Linked DNA regions of Anas platyrhynchos: region 2 is linked to region 1. The links are chromatin contacts, called in public Hi-C maps. All regions are on one chromosome and are shown on one strand. The core of a region is the stretch at or near the end of the contact, and the rest is flanking DNA. Distances in the headings are between cores, read along the strand shown. Region 1 overlaps LOC101800212 (ectonucleotide pyrophosphatase/phosphodiesterase family member 1). Region 2 overlaps LOC101800542 (ectonucleotide pyrophosphatase/phosphodiesterase family member 3).

What was found. Hi-C and Micro-C count contacts between places; a contact is called where the count stands out from the background.
Region 2: a Hi-C map of skeletal muscle shows a contact between it and region 1, with 4 times the contacts expected there. The contact joins two enhancer-like sites. A contact is called at or near these places in 5 of 8 Hi-C or Micro-C datasets (F1 follicle, liver, skeletal muscle and 1 more).

Annotation. Positions count from the first base shown.
Region 1 is chr3:62,872,079-62,877,318 of IASCAAS_PekinDuck_T2T, forward strand. It overlaps LOC101800212 (ectonucleotide pyrophosphatase/phosphodiesterase family member 1), which reads right to left. Exons shown (of 25, transcript XM_038176886.2): 25 at 4,751-5,240. Among named protein-coding and RNA genes, the nearest start is that of CCN2, 17 kb to the left of the region's middle. Within about 2 kb of position 2,858, at least 2 of the 8 cell types and tissues checked have an H3K27ac peak or open chromatin away from gene starts, as enhancers often do.
Region 2 is chr3:62,971,128-62,976,367 of IASCAAS_PekinDuck_T2T, forward strand. It overlaps LOC101800542 (ectonucleotide pyrophosphatase/phosphodiesterase family member 3), which reads right to left. Exons shown (of 25, transcript XM_005009574.6): 15 at 3,636-3,763; 16 at 1,756-1,822; 17 at 128-215. Among named protein-coding and RNA genes, the nearest start is that of MED23, 30 kb to the right of the region's middle. Within about 2 kb of position 2,919, at least 1 of the 8 cell types and tissues checked has an H3K27ac peak or open chromatin away from gene starts, as enhancers often do.

The sequences.
Region 1 (5,240 bases), core at 1,608-4,107:
AGTGTACAAGGAGCTACACATTAGGAAGCTAAGAACGCTGAATGCAACTTTCATCAGATACTGAATCTGTATGGCTGTCACCAACTGTTCCAGAGCTATGGCTACCTCAGCCCTCAGATGACAAGACTGTAGAGACTTCAAGTCATTGGAACAGACACTTGCCTCAGAGCCAGCTGGTGCAGATATCTAACAATTGATGCCTTCTTCTTCAAGTTGATTTTTGATCTTCCAACATGTGTTTGCCTTGCCCTTTATACAAACTGAGAACTTGCCTACTGGCCCAGCCCTGCTAAAACTCTTCATTTCTCCATATGAACAGAATATCAGGCCAAATCCTGTACTCTGGAACCCAAGATCTGCAGCCAAATTTGTTGACTTAATATACAGATTTTACCACCCAATCCATTAGCTGAGTTTCCACTGAAATCTTGAGTGTCAGTTGTTATACCACCACCCACCTCTCCAGTCTGAACCAGACTATTCTGGCTATGATGTGTTCTGACCTTGTAGTATATAAAGGAGCAAGGGAAAGAAAGCTATGGACAACCTGATTTATATTACGTGAACTCCAAGATGGCATCCATTTCTGTAAACTACCTCAAGAACAACTACTTGTGGTAAATTGGGCCACATCTGGCTGGTGGACGGTCACTAGTTGGGTCCCTCAAGGCTCCATTTTAGGTCCAGTCCTCTTCAATGTCTTTATAAATGATTTGGAGGTAGGACTAGAAGGTGTTTTGAGCAAATTTGCCAACAACACCAAACTTGGAGGAGTTGTGGACTCTGTTGAGGGTGGAAAGGCCTTGCAGAGAGACCTAGACAGATTGGAGAGCTGGGCGATCACCAACCATATGAAGTTTAACAAAGGCAAGTGCTGGATCCTGCACCTGGGATAGGGCAACCCTAGCTATATATAAAGACTGGGTGATGAGACGCTGGAGAGCAGCCCTGCAAAGAGGGATCTGGGGGTTGTGGTCAACTGCAAGTTGAATATGAGCCAGCAGTGTGCCCTGGCAGCCAGGAGGGCCAACCGTATCCGGGCTGCACCAAGCATGGCATGGCTAGTTGGTTGAGGGAGGTGATTGTCCTGCTCTACTCTGCACTGGTGCGGCCTCACTTAGAGTACTGTGTGCAGTTATGGGCACCACAGTACAAGAAGGACATTAAACTGTTGGAAAGTGTCCAGAGGAGGGCGATGAAGATGGTGAAGGGCCTAGAGGGGAAGACGTATGAGGAGCAGCTGAGGTCACTGGGCCGGTTCAGCCTGGAGAAGGGGAGGCTGAGGGGCGACCTCATCGCAGTCTACAACGTCCTTGCAAGGGGAAGTGGGGAGGCAGGTGACCTATTCTCTGTAAAAACCAATGATAGGACCACGGGAATGGTGCTAAGCTGAGGCAGGGGAAGTTTAGGCAGGACATCAGGAAGAGGTTCTTCACCGAGATTGTGGTTGCTCACTGGAACTGGTTCCCTGGGTTCATAGTCACTGCACCAAGCCTGTCTGAATTTAAAAAGCGATTGGACTGTGCACATAGTCACATTGTCTAAACTTTTGGGCAGACCTGTGTGGTGCCAGGAGTTGGACTTGATGATCCTTATGGGTCCCTTCCAACTCAGGATATTCTATGATTCTATGATTCTGCTGGTCACAGTGATTAAGCAGTTGATATAGAGTCATACTGCATTTCTGTCCTGCTGAAGCAAGCAGTGGGATTTAGCATCTTATATGATTTGGACAAGAAAAGTAAATTACCAACATCTGCAGTGTAATTAGTTCTACTGAAACACAGGATATACAATAATGTATATGAAAAACGCCCTTCCTCAATTTGTCTAGCATAACCTTCCAATAATGTTTTGGATTCTTTAGACTTCAGTAATTCAGTCTTCCCAATGCTCTCATCTCTAAAACTTGTAGTAGGAGTGTTAGCTCATTACAAGAATGCGAAGTATTTCATAAAAAGCTTAGGAAAGTCAATTTTCCAAATGGTTTGTCTGGATTTCTACTATCCTGGGGCCATATTTCTTTAGAAAATGTATGCTAAACAAAACACATCTTTTCCCAGTTACCTCAGATCAGACCAGAAGAGGGGCAGCTACCTGAAAATGCATTTGCTGTTGCATAAAGTCAAATGTATCCATAAATGATCAGTAAACTTTGCACTCCCCTAAACATTTTTTATTTTCAATAGCAGAACCAAATGTACATAATTACTTTCTGCAGTGTAAAAAGGCCAATTACAGCTTTCATGTAGTTTCATCATTATGAGAGTTGAGTCAAAATTTTGTGGTAGAATAAGCCATTTCAAACAGCCAGCAGGTACAAGATTTCAAAGTGAATTTGGTATACTCGAGCAGTGCACTTTCTACAACCTGGAAGTTCAAAGCTTTGGTACAGATGCAGGATTGTGAAGCTTCCAGCATAGGGAGACAAGAAGAGACACAAATGATTTCTCTTTCAAACTCCAGAAAGAGGCTGGTGCTGGACTATATCTTTGCCCAGGTGCTGTGAACACAGAGCCTCACGTATGTTATGCACACAACCCAAGGGCAATTCCACTGACTCTTGATCGGGGGGCATTGGTCAGGGCTTTTGGGGTGACTCAGTTTTCCATCCCACTGCATTTGTTTTATTCAAGCAGAGAAACTAAAAATAAAATGGACTAAATCTGCAATAAAGGGCAACACAAATTTAACACATGTGGCCAAGGAGGAATATGATAATTTGCAACAGCATCCTTTAGAATCTGTAGCCAGGCTTCCATAATTATTGCAAGTTTGTCCATGGTCTCCATAGCAGCCTTTCCTGAGGCTGGAGGCCGGTGTGGTGACTCATAGCGGTTCAGTGAGGGACTTGGACTCTTTTCCAAGGGAGTCTGAGTCACAGGATACCGAACCTGGGCTGGTTTCCTGTAACGCAAAGGTTCCCAAAATATGGTAGATGTACCATTCATGATGCACAAGCCACCTCAGTGCGGTGCTCCCAGACAGCTGGACGTTGCCACAGGGTGTATGAGGGTAGGCCGGAGACGTTGCTGTTGCTGCTGCTACTGGTGATGGCAGAACCCAAACAAAACATTTGGAAATTTTTGCTTTAGTAAGTTGCTGGTCTCACATTCACTCTGTCCTTGAACTCCTCAAAAGGGTAAAAATGGCTTTCCACAGTACAGTGATAAAAGAGCTAGATATAGTCCTCACCACGCACCCTGGGATGGGTTCCTAGCCCTGTTATGGTGCTGCTGTGGGCACAGCATTACAGCAGCTGCAGGGTGACCCTGCCATAGGAGAAGCCCCTCATGATGCTGTTGCCCTTCAGCATCCTCTCTGGGGTGGTAGGATGGGCAACTAGTCCTGGCACAGAGGCCTCCTCAGCAAGAGCACTGAGTTTCACTGCAGATCTTGGAAGAAGTGAGGTGAAAAAATAGGCCTTTCCTCCCAGCTGAGTGCTCTAACCACAGAGCCACAGATTTAGGCTTTCTTTTTGTCTTCTGGCCTCCATGAAGCTCATTTTCCTGGAAAAGGGAAAGTGCCCTCCCATGCAACAGAGGAGCAGCTCCTCCCTGACTGCCAGGCCTGGTTTATAACCTTGTATTTAAAGGGATAATTATGTACGTCAAATCTCCTCAGCCTAGGGACAGCCAGATGCCCAGACCACCCACTCTCCAGCTGAGGCCAAGCACCCTGGCAGGTGCTGATGGCAAATGGCTCTTGTGCACTGGGTGGATGCAGCGGTTCCAGTGTGTGATGGATGTGTTGTAAGCACAGGTACCAGAACAGGCCTCTCTCAAATATAGGCAGCCAGATTTTGCCTCATTTTATTTTTAAAACACTTGGGACAGCCTGGGGTAAGTGAGAGCAAGAAATCTATCACATTAGTCAAGTGAATACCTCACAGTTACTGAGAGGGGAGCAGCCAGCTATATGAACCTGAAAACCTCTGAAGGCACAACTCCAAGGACATTTTGTCAGCAGCAAAACCATCCTGAGATGTCCTCTGCCCCCTTGCTCATTCCTGCCCCACCGTCCTAAAAAAATTGGTAAATAAACAAGTTATGGGAAAAAAATAAAAGTGTTTATTCACAACATTGAGATGACACAATTGCACATTTTTAAAAAGCAAAGATGAAGAAATAAAAGAAGCAAAACTATTTACACAAAGATGAAATCAAGATAGCTCTCTGCTCTGTCAAGTTGACTTGGAAATTTCTGGCAAGGCCACATCGCACACTCCTCTCAGCAACCACCCTGTCTTGATGACCACATCAGCTTTTACAGCCACTCTTCCATCCAAAATCTTCCCTAGGTCAAACCAGCAGTCAGCTGCTCCCTAAAGTCCATCCTGTTCCATCCTTACCCAGGAGCTAGGCTCACTATGCTGCCTCTCAATTGAAATTGGCATTGCTTCACTTTCTGAAGGTGTTAACATCCCTGACATTTGCATTCAGGAGATGATAGCAGTTCTACCAGATGTCAGAATATTTTGTCCCAAGAGGAAATTGGTTTATCTCCCAAATTTACTGATTCATTGGTGTATTTCATTGAGATTATCTTCTATTGGAGTTTTATTCCATGCCAATCTGAATCAAAACCAACCTTGATAAATGAGATTGATATGGAACTTCTCACCACCTCTTGCCTGAAATCAGGCATCAACAGTCAATAACTACTACAGCTGAGAAGAGTTACGGAGTGCTATATATGTGTACTAGCATTCAACTATTCAGTAGCATTTGGTACAAAAGAGGGTCAAGAATAGCATACATCATCCGATGTTTTTATTGGTCACAGGCAAAGTTACAAAGCAGTTACACTGAATAATGCTGTCACAGTCATGTCGTCATGTGAGGTTGCTACAACACATTTAAATTTCACACAGTGAAACTACTTTAGGAAAAAAAACAAACAAACATGCTTGTAACAGGTCAAGAAAATACACTTGGTTAAAGGAAAAAAACGGTCCCAGGACATCAGCCCACTCAAACTGAAGTTAATGGGAAAGCTTCTATTGACTTCAGCAGGCTTTGAATCCAGCTTCCACCATGCCCTGACCAAACTGTAAGGTCAAATGCCTCTCTCTGCTCAGTTGCAGACCCTTCAGACTTTTAAAATACTTGTGCGTGATGTATTTTCTTTCTTTTAAAAAGAGAAGAACATAAATGTGTAATTGACTACGCCAAACTTTATACATAACAGAGGCAATTTTGGCTCGTCAGTTTTAGAGAGAGTGGAAGAATTACAAAGAC
Region 2 (5,240 bases), core at 1,669-4,168, 99 kb after region 1:
ATGAGAAAAAAACTAGCTTTTGAATGAATTCACCAAAATTTTTGTTACTCTTCTTTTTCTCACACAACACTGGTATTTGAAAGCACTGCTGGTTTATCACCTTAAGTACTAGATTGTTTCTACTCACCACACATAAGGTTGTAAACCTCGATGTTTTCAAAAGCATCCACTTCTGTTTTTTCTTTAAAACTTGGGCCATATCCTAGGAATATAGCCTAGATTGGAAAAAAAAAATCTATTTAAAGGAACCCAAATTAAAAAAACAATTCACTTGTATTTCATGCAAATGGGGACACTGGACCAAAATAGTCTTATCACAGTCATAAATTACAATACAGGATTACTCTGATAAAAAAGAAAAATTTTGCCCATTATATATAATTTTAAGAAAAAATATTTTATCTTTTTTTAATATTTTGACACATACTTATGAAAATTATTGCTCGTTGTGTTTCAAATTCACACATTTTTATATTTTCATTGCAAAAGTTGGTAACAACTTCAATAAACACAGAGTTTTGGCACTCACAGATCCTATTTAAATGCTAATATTGAGCCAGAAATATAAAGTTTGGTTTTGTATTTTTTTTGCATTCTCAAAAATCTTTGGATAGTTAGGAGCTGATTGCTGTGGCAACAGCCAGCATTAGGGAACTGGGGAGACCCATCTCAAACTTTGCTGAGACCTAAGTCAGTAACACCAACAGTACAATTTAGTACTGGACATCCCTTGCTGGGATCTGTAAGCATTTTAATGGAACCCTGATACTACCTACAGTCCCACATCAGTTTCTATTGCTTCATAAGCCTTCTGAGCTCTCTGCCATGAGATGGCAGGAAACATGACTAAACAGGACAACAGTCTGTTCTAAAATAATATTCTTATGTTCTCACAATAGAAAAGGAATTTTTAATATATTTTTGAAGACAATATTAAGACATATTACTACTTTATAAAGAAATATTTTTAATCAGTCGTTGTGCCAGCAGCATAAGATTATCTATGATTAATGTCTCTACATCAAACAGAATTTATTTTTTTTTCCAACACAAACACTGAGTGCAATTCTGATCAGTATATTGACATGTGGTTTTAATACAGTTGTGAAGACCTGGAAGAATCTCATTATTAGGCACAGGATATGGGACTAGTAGAGGTATGCTTGACCTTACTTAAAGCTTCACCTCACAGAAAGTACATGGATAATACATATCTTCTTGAGCTCAAAAGCTCAAGACTTCTAAATAGACCTGTTACAGGACATGAAAGAGACAAAATTTCAAAATAGGCTATATTAATATACAGGCTATATTAATCATCTTTTTGCCCTGATGACATGCCTAAGGCTTGTAAGACAAGCAGAGAAAATGAGATTTAGCTTATTTGAGCACACAGGCCTTCAGATGTTCAATTGGATTCCCTGAGTTTATGGAGATTTTTCAGTCATTGCTTCAGTAGAAAAGGAAAGAACTTAGTGTTCCACATCTGAACACAGTATGCTTGATTTACTGGTTCCATGGAGTTAAGGTGAGCCATGACAAGTTTTACTACAGGATCCCAAAGAAGCTGGACTTGTACACACTGATGAAAGGCAATACCAATATGTGAACCCTATACATGTTCACAGTTTGTATGTCTGGATGACAGGTAAGAAAAATCACAATGCTAAAACTACTATATATTCTCCTGGTTCATCTACCACATTCTGATTTTCTTCATGAGAAGACACAAGACTTGAATAGAAATCATCTTACCTCCATACTTTTAAATTCATTGTCATAGCCATGGTTACCTACGTCACAAAACGTGTAACTGTTGTCCCTGAGAAGAAACCATCACAGACTGTGAATTAAAACGTCACAAATAGAGGCAGATAGTAAGAGTCATCCTAAATCACTGCACTCTGAACAATATCCTCAGAACTGACTCTGAAATAATATTGTACTGCTTTTTGCTCATCCTGTGTTCATGTTTATGAAGAACTCTCCATCTTATACCACAGGTTGCTATGGACAGAAACAAAACATATTCTAGACAACTATGGAGTGTACAGTGAATCAATGTTTTCAAAATAAATTGAATAAATGCCTGTTTTTGACTGAGGCCTTTACTCAGCAAGAACTTTCACAACAGTGTAATCTGCTTAGGAAGAATTCTTCAGTTATATTCCTTGGTATCAGCAACTTAATATAAAAGTCATAGTAGGAAAATTTATCTGTTATCTTCTGTGGAACAACACAAATAAGACTGCAAGGGATTTTGCCTTACAAGAGAGTGCAATCTCATCATATATCTTAAAAGGGTGATCTTGAAGGAGAGATGTTCATGTGGGAAGGGGTTATAGAATTATTAACATGCTAAAATACTCTGACTTATGGTGACTAATGCTTGTATTAACTTAACTGTTGCTGAGATACCTGGAAAGATAAGGACATAGTCATCTTTTATTTATTCAACACATACTTGTAAGACCTATGTACCCTGTTTTCAAAGGCACAAGAACACTCAAGCACAGCTAAAAAGAAAAAATGAATGTGATATTTTTCACTGTGTATTTCTTTTTAGGTTCAGGACAATTATTTGGTTGCACCAAAATAAACAATAAAGTTATGTACTGATCAGGCGTTTTCTAGTATTTGAATAGCCTTGAAATTCCAAGTCAGATCATAGTTCTGCTGTTGTAGCCCTGTATCTCAGAAATACAGTATTGCTACTTACACCACCAACATTGTCCTGAATTTTACATAGTTTTTTATATAGACAGCAGTAAAAACTAGTTATTCTGGGTAGAATGAAATATTTACAGTTCTGAGGTAATGATGTAGTGTGGAGAAAAACTGACCTTGTACAGTAGCAGAGGACCTTGAAAAGGGGCATAGCACAGAAAAGGGGCAGAGCATAGCACAGAAGACTACAGACATGAGATGACTACAGACTTGCCCAAGCTGGCCTCTGGAGACCCCAAGGCTACAAACAACTCACCAGTGTTTTGGTGAGTTATCAAAGACATGTAGATCCGGAAACTAATATAGCCATATTTAGAAGTAAAAAAGAGAACAGGAACAAGTATTTAACACATGTAAAGTACATTATAAACAGTAGAATGAGATGTAGTGTTGACTTGGAGACCAGTGAAGAACGACAAAGTTATAGAAGTGTGTTAGCATACATATAAAAATGACCTCAGTAAGATCACAGAGTGAAGAAAAAGAAACATCAGCATCATATTCCTATTGAGGAAGGATAATAATGCCAATTTCTGGACAGCAGACTGAAGTCATAAGGGCCCAGAAGAACAGTGAGAGGATGACCTTAACACCAGCAAAAGGTCTAGATACTAGGAAGGGTTTGCGTAACACTTTTAACTGCATTATTTTTGAGACTTTTTTTTTTAATAGCTTTTTTGTTGTTGCTGCTGCTGTTGTTTTTTTTCTGTAAAATTTTTTTCTGGAGTACTAGACTTCTTTGACTAGACTGTGAAGATTTCAGTCATACTAAAATGCATTCTTAGCTTACATTATTCATTTTTACACTTGAAAAAAAAAATAAATGTAACACTGCAAGTCTTACAAAACAAGAAAGGAGGCATCAATGAATGAAATGAAAAGGAAAACGGTCACAAACATGATGGTACCTTACAGCCAGCCACTGTCGATCCACCAGAAGATGAACTTTGTCAATACGAATGTTGTTAGCATAATGGAACCGTTTTGGCAGGTTAGGTGTCAGATAAGGCTTGAAGTGCTGAGGGGATCTTTTGCACTGCACAACAAGAAAGGGCCCAGTCAGATTTGTGCAGTATCAAAAATAAATCCATCATTGAGTATTATCACAAACAGTTTGGAGAGAGCTTCTCCAATAACCCTGCCTATCTCATTTTCAGCCCAAGAGGCAATGGAATTATAGTAACCTTACCAATACTATGGTAAAAGCACTGCTAAGGCTGAAAGACATTTAGTAGTAATGTTTACCCTGTACATTCGTACTAGTGTCACTGGCATCTCATATGTAAGTTCACAAACTACAAGAGAAAGTTCCTAGGTAGTTCATGATTTTCTGTCACCTTCTATTACTTTACCATTCAATAAGCAACACAGAAAAACAAATATACATAACATGTACTGTCTAGAGTTTTAGTTGCAAGATTGAACATGTAGATGTCTAGTGCTCAGCTATTAGCTACAGACCTTAGCTCTGACATCCACATTTACTATTTTAACTGCTATATTAATAGGCATACCATGAAGGAGTTTGCCATCAAGACACTAATGAAAACCATACAATATGCTGCAATAATTTAACTGCATATGGTTATCAGGAGTCACTCCACCAGCCAGAAACCACCACAGCAATGTTTCAGAGGTGTTGATCCCATTCAGAAATCTGGGACAACACAGAACAGCTAAAATGTTGAGGGAATTGCTGCTAGAAAGCAGATTAAGCCAGAGAAGAGGGCCTGTTTTATCACACAGGCAGCACACAAGCTATAGCATATTTGGAGTCTGATCTGACATCTTCACCTTTGAGCCCTAGAATTCTACACTATGCACAGAATGCCATTCATGTATGAAATGAGAGTAAAATGTTCCTTGATAGTCATCTAAGAAGCACAGTGAAAAACAAATAAGGATTCAGTGGGTTTGCTAGCTCAGGAGAGGAGATCATTCTGCAGAAGATACTCTAATAAAGGGAAAAAAATAGAAGAAATCGACCTAATTAACATACAATCCACAATTTCCTTCTCTGCCCCAAACCCTTCTTCTAACAACTTGAAAGAGACAAAACATGGGATGTAACTATCTATGAATAGATGGGGGAAAGGAAGTCTCCTCAATCCAGATTATTCCTACAATACAGAGATGTTGCATCTCACCTTGTAACTATTACCAGTAGCAGTTTCAAGTAGGGTAGAGAACATGCAGAAACTGCTATTGCCTTCACCCTAATGCTCTTTGGTATGACAGGCTCCACATCATACAATGGGGTAGAAGATGTAACACTGAAAAAGCTCCTTCCTCTATTCCCATCCCCTGATATTCTACTCCCACGTCTGCTTTGGATGCTGGAACAAAGGACATGTTCTTAGGTAATTCAGAATCAATAAGAATTTAAACAGGAATTTCACCGCTCTCTGAACTTCGAGTGGCTGGCAAAAGCTACGTGTTGTATGGCACAGATGAGTGATTCAAGAGGTTACAGGAAGACCTCCAGTGGTGGTTTATTGGAAATACACTCTGCT